2 separate regions of the Sus scrofa genome follow, and region 2 is linked to region 1. A link is a contact called in public HiChIP or PLAC-seq data. All regions are on one chromosome and are shown on one strand. Each heading gives the region's core, a stretch centred on a gene start, on an enhancer-like site or on the middle of the called end of the contact. The rest is flanking DNA. Distances are from core to core; before and after follow the strand shown. Region 1 has its middle 79 kb from the start of UBE2V2. Region 2 holds the start of UBE2V2 (ubiquitin conjugating enzyme E2 V2).

Region 1 (2,819 bases), core at 233-2,732:
CAGGGACGGTGTTTCCTGCCCCCCCCCAACCCCCATCTGCTGTGAGCTGAGCTGCAACATCTACTGTAGTGGTTCCTGTTTCTCTAAGAATTCATACTGCCAGGACCTTTCCTTCTGTCTGATGTTGACATTCAGCTGGGCAAACTCATGTTCCCATCTTGGTTGACCAGAAAAGCAAAGTCCAAGACACCCCCCAGGACCCCTGCCCCAAATGCACCCTGACCGCCTTCGTGTAAAGAAGCCGTAAGAAAGGTATCCAGCCTGGGGAATGGTGGACGTGACCGTGCAGACTGTCAGCCGGGTACCATCCTCCTTTCCTTTTCATCGACACAATCCCACTTCGTTGGAGGCAGCAATGCGCCCGGTTAAAAACACACCACACCAGCCCTGATCCTTTGCCAGCCAGGGGCAGCCTGCAGACCACATTCGTACCCCTCTGTGGGGTTGAGTCAGTGAGGTTGGGCCCAGTTCTAACTGACGCAGAAAGAGAGGCACTGATTCCACATACACAACTGAACCAGAACCACAGGGCGCTATGACACAAGGAGCTGCTAAAACGACACATAACGCAGTCCCCAGTGTCCCCATGAATGGACTAACAGCCGGCAGTGACCAAGGGGCATAGTGACACATATATGGGATGTGTTTAATATTAGAGAATGGTTTGATATTTTCCAAGACCAAGCCCACATCCCAAATCAGGTCCCACATTAACACAAAGTCACTTCCAAAGCTCAGATCACATTTGCAAAGTAAACCTAGAACCCTGAACTGGAATAAACGTCTTTGCTCATCTGAAGGCCAACCAACTTCAAGAGCCAAATACAAACAGACCCTAACCTTCCTATTGATTCGGGACATGGAACAAGTAGTCAGCCTGGCCAACTCACTTCATAAGCGTTACTGGGCTCCTACTCCCATCAAACCCTGGGCCACACCTAGAACCTCAGAGTAGCCTGTGGTCCCAGAACCCACGTTCAGTGTCACCAATGAGCAGAGCCAGCTGGGACTGGGGTTCAAGGGACGCTTTTGCCAAGTGTCAGTTCGTGACTGACAGCATGTGACAATTGCTATTTAGAGTAGCCTGCAGTTTGAAGCAGACTATTTGTTCCAGGTCAGGTGGACCTGTGAATTCTAAAATAATCTATGTCCAAGGTTACTCTAATCAGCTCTTAGTCTTCCTTGTATGAATTCTGAAGTCCTAAACTGTCCAGGGTTTGGATCCCAAAAGAGTTTCCATTTCCATCCCTAGTTAGAAGCAACACGCAAACGGAAAGACTGGCTCCAGAGGTGGCCAGCCCTTGTTACCAGGGACGTGCGCGGGTGCCCTGGGCCTCACACCCCTCCCCTTTCCGTGGGAAATCTCGCCACACTTCATCAGCAGCCGGCACTCACTAATCGCTTTCCGCTGTATACTCGGTAACAGCGTTTGTCACTATAGTGATTCCCTGAAAACTGAGCTGGTCTGCCAGCAAGGACTGCTTTCTGCTTTGAGCAGGCAAAGATTAACTGCCCCAGACGAGGTGCCGCAGGAAATATGCACGGATGCATCCCTTCCAGCTACAGCCACTTAAGCCCGTCTGCCTGATGGTGTGAACTGTGAAGTCTTCATGCTCAGCGCTCAGACGCTGCCCTCCCAGAGCCCCAGAAAGTCCCCACCCTCTGCAGCAGCATCTGTCCTGGCTTTTGCCCACCTTGGCGCTCCCTGTGAAATTCAATGCAAGGCTCCAGGAATAACCCAACATAAATGCGGTCTGTGGAAAGTAAGTACCTCCACCCAGAGAAGTCAGCTCCTGAGCTCCGCCAGCAGGAAAGGAATCGGAGTCCTCTCTGGAGATGGATCTGAACGGATGTGATGGTGAATTTGCATACAAAGCCCAGACTTCCTGCTCCCCACTTGCTGTGTCTGTTCTTTGGCAAAGACATTTAAAAGTTAACCACAGGACGTCTGCATCTGGGAAAAGGGAGGAGGTCTGCCTTCCTCTTCTGCTCCCCTAAGTACACCTGAAACACTAGGCATCAAACACACAACACTGAGCGCAGAGAGGAGAGGCCAGACTGGCCGGCGACCTCAGAGCCTGACGAGGACACTGCAGAGTCCCAGGACTTGCTTTCTGCCCCATTCCGTCAGAGACTGGGAGATGGCAACGCCAACGGCACAGACAAAGAAGTCCTCTGGGCAGAGGACCAGGAAAAGGGCAGCCCAGCAAGAAAGAGAACTTTCTGAAAAGAACCACTGTGCTCCAGCCAAACCCCACAAGAAAAGCTGCAGCCCTGCCCCACACCAGGCCCACAAAGGCTGAGCCAGGAGCCTGCACCCACTCCAGGCAGCAGGAGCTGCCCCAGGATCACAGCCCCATGTTGCTGTTGGTGGAGACACGTGGGGCTTGGACTTCCACCCCCACGGAGTCTCGGCGCCACCCCATCTGCCGCTGGGTGGTGGCTGAGAAGGCCGTGGGGACAGTGGGATTTTCACCACATCCCAGCAGTAACGGGGCTGCCCCTGCCATGATGTCAGTGCAGGGTACGTGGGGGGCAGTCCTACCCTCACAGCCAGGGACACCCCCATGAAGCCCCAGGGGAATGGGGACTCCCAACATGCTCACCCAGAGCAGTGAGGAGCCCCCTGGGGGTCAAGGGAGCCTGAGTGGGGACCCAGGACTCCACCTACCTGGCAAGAAAAGGGACGTGCCCTCCTGCCCCCATGGACCAACGTCAGAGGAAGCACCAAAACCAAAGGCTCATAATAGCCATGTTCAGGCTCCAGTCTAAATCCACCCTTCACCCCAAGAACCAGGAGACCCTCAAACTGAATGAAG
Region 2 (2,819 bases), core at 149-2,648, 79 kb after region 1:
AACAAATATGCAAATAATCTCACGGCAATTTCCTTACAACTCCCCCAAATGATTAAATGTGGTTAATAAAAAGTACCTGTCATTAATATAACCATTGGTCTTTTCAAAATATTTCCACACTCTCTCATATGTACAGTGTGTGTGGGGGGGATTGTGTTTAAGTAAAAAATGAAATCCACAAAGTGAAAACTATCAATCGAATGAAAATAAATCATTTTATTACTAAGTTTTCAAGAACCTATAAATACTAAGCACATCTCATAAACACAGCCCCACTAACAAGCACGCAGGATTTCAAATGGAAAGGGCAGTAATTATAAAGTTTTAACACTAAAATATCACTTTTAAATCACCCATGCTTTATTACTTAGTTCTCATCTCATCTCTCATCAGTCTACTGAAACAGTTCCCCAACACCAAAACTAAACATCTTATCGTGACGCCTGCACGTAGTCAAGATGAGACATTAAAAAGACACAACTTCTCACTGAAATGAATGTAGAATGGTATTACCTTGAGACTACCCATCACAACATACACTGATGCCTTCCACTTTAGTATGTAGACTTGAAAATTCGTTTTATTATATAATGATGACATGAAATGCAAAACTAGTTTGTATTAATGGGTATGATTAGAAAAATTAAAGATCATACGCATTAATATTTTTAAGTAATAAAGCCTAACATTTTGACTTTAACATTTAATAGTCAAATGTCTAAAATCTTAGTGGTAATACTTAATTTCAAAGTCTGTGCTCATAGAAAACAAAACTGTATTAAGTGCAAGAAAGGAGTTGAATAGCTAATCTAAGAAATTGCTTTTTCTTCAGTTAGCGTTCACCTCACTCCTTGCTTTTACTTAGTTTGCACCACAGTTTTTCACTCAAATGAAAGATAACACACCTGCGGTCAGTTAGGAGACGGCCCCGTCCTCCGCCCACGTCAAGGCGAGTCAGGAATCAGACTCGCTTCAGCCTGGACCCCCAAGCGAGCCCTCCCGCGCCCAGGTGGAGGTAGCCCACCCTGGGCACCCCTGCTCGCTCTCTCACAGTCCGCGAGCCCCCGCCTGCCTGACCCAGCAACGCCTGCAGGACCCCAGACCAAGCAGGGCCCAGCCCAGCTCTAGGGCGCGCAGCCGACGCGCGGGCACGACCGCCGCCCCGACAGCAGCCCCGACCCTCCCTGTTCCCAGTGCGCTTCACGGGGAACGCAGCCGCCAAGGGGCCGCGCTCCTGCTTCTCCGCATGGCCAGGCCGATAGCCGGCAGCAGGCGGAGGCGCAGCTCGGGTCGGGGTGGAAAAGCAAGCGGCCCGGCCGGGAACAGACCTGTGGAGACCGCCATCTTCTCCTGCAGCCCGACGCACCGCCCTCACGCACGCGAAGACCGCGCCACTTCCGGGAGCGCCACTGCCCGCCCTGCGGCTTCCGACTGCAGGGTCCCGCCCCGCGGCTTCCGGTGCGTCACCACGGACCCGCCCCGCGGTTTCCGGGTTCCCGAAGCGCTGCAACTACTTCAGAGAAATGTGACAGAAGAAGTTGACGGAACACTCTCGAGTCAGTCACCGTAAGAGAGAGCGAAGCGCGAGGCAAGAACGCTCCGGGAAGGGCTCGCGCTTCGGAGAACCCTCGCCGGCGTGACGTCACGGGCGTGCGTCGAGCCGGGGGGCGGAGCGCCGCCGAGGGCCCCCTGATGGGGAAGGACGCGGCTCTGAGAGTTGAACGGAGGGGTTGTGGGAGGAAGGCTGGTCCCGACGGGTCGTTTTCTGTGGAAATAATTCAAGAAGCGGATCGGAAGTTTAAAGAACCCTTAAAATTAAGCTACCTTATTCGTATTTTCTTTTGCGATATGAGTTGGTGGAGGCAATGATTAAGATCTACGTCCAAGTCTAGAAAATTCTCCCCAAAAGTGTAAAAGAGCTTCCGAGTCACAGAAGAGCCTCGCTGCGAACGTGCCCCCACTGTTGGCGGCGGCCGCGGGGACGCGCACAGACTCGGGTGGTGGCGCCAAGCCGGCCCCGCGTAGGACTGCCGGCGACCCCCGAGGGCTGCGAGGTCCCGGGGTGCGTGCACCCTGCTACCCGCAGAAGGGGCGCGGACGGAGTCCCGCACCCCCCGCGCTGGTATCCCCGACCGGGCGGGGCCGGGGAGCTCGTCCCAAGTCCTGCCTTAGTGGTACTTGCTATGCACAAGGCGAGGTGGTTCTTGTTGGGTGGTGCTGACTGAAAAAAACGCACAGCCTGAAAGCTGAGAGTTAGGTTTTGTTTGGCAGACATTCTGAGGACTTGGAGCGCGGGAGCCGAGACTCAGATCACTGTGAGGGACTGCTTGGAAGTGGGGGGAGTGTAGCAAAGACTAGAAAGTCTGAGCATCAGAACATTACTGTTGAAGAACAGACATCCCAAATTAAAGAATTTCACGCTTTTTTGTCTATGGAAAGGTGCAGAGTCTGGCATTGAAATATTCCTTTGACGAACACCTTAGCTACCTTGTGCCCTTAGTATCCCGCGCCCTCAGGATGCAGCCTTGGTGGTGGCTGCAGCGCTCCCTGGGCTGAATTCCCAATGTGGTGGCCTGATGGCTATGACATCCTTTGTTTACTGATATGGCAGGCAATATTTTTGGCCAAACCTGCAGCATGTGTGGAAGTTCCCAGGCCAGGAATGAAACCTGCACTGCTGCAGTAACAATGCCACTAGATCCTTAATGCTACGCCACTATTTTCTAGTCAGAGGGGCCACTTCTTTCCACCCTGCACCCTTATTTCTCACCCATCTCTTACACATGACTTAGACTTTGGGAGGAGGCAGATCCTGTTCT

What was found. HiChIP or PLAC-seq counts read pairs in DNA pulled down with a chosen protein or histone mark.
Region 2: an H3K27ac HiChIP or PLAC-seq map of skeletal muscle shows a contact between it and region 1. The contact joins the promoter of UBE2V2 here to the enhancer-like site in region 1. A contact is called at or near these places in 4 of 47 Hi-C or Micro-C datasets (embryonic fibroblasts, heart right ventricle, liver and 1 more) and 2 of 2 datasets of contacts at active chromatin or transcription factors (alveolar macrophages and skeletal muscle).

The regions. Positions count from the first base shown.
Region 1 is chr4:79,571,824-79,574,642 of Sscrofa11.1, forward strand. No RefSeq gene overlaps it. Among named protein-coding and RNA genes, the nearest start is that of UBE2V2, 79 kb to the right of the region's middle. Within about 2 kb of position 1,483, at least 23 of the 83 cell types and tissues checked have an H3K27ac peak or open chromatin away from gene starts, as enhancers often do. A contact at or near this core is called in skeletal muscle, where this site is marked.
Region 2 is chr4:79,651,104-79,653,922 of Sscrofa11.1, forward strand. UBE2V2 (ubiquitin conjugating enzyme E2 V2) reads right to left here and starts at 1,399. Exons shown (of 4, transcript NM_001243391.1): 1 at 1,329-1,399. The coding sequence starts at 1,344.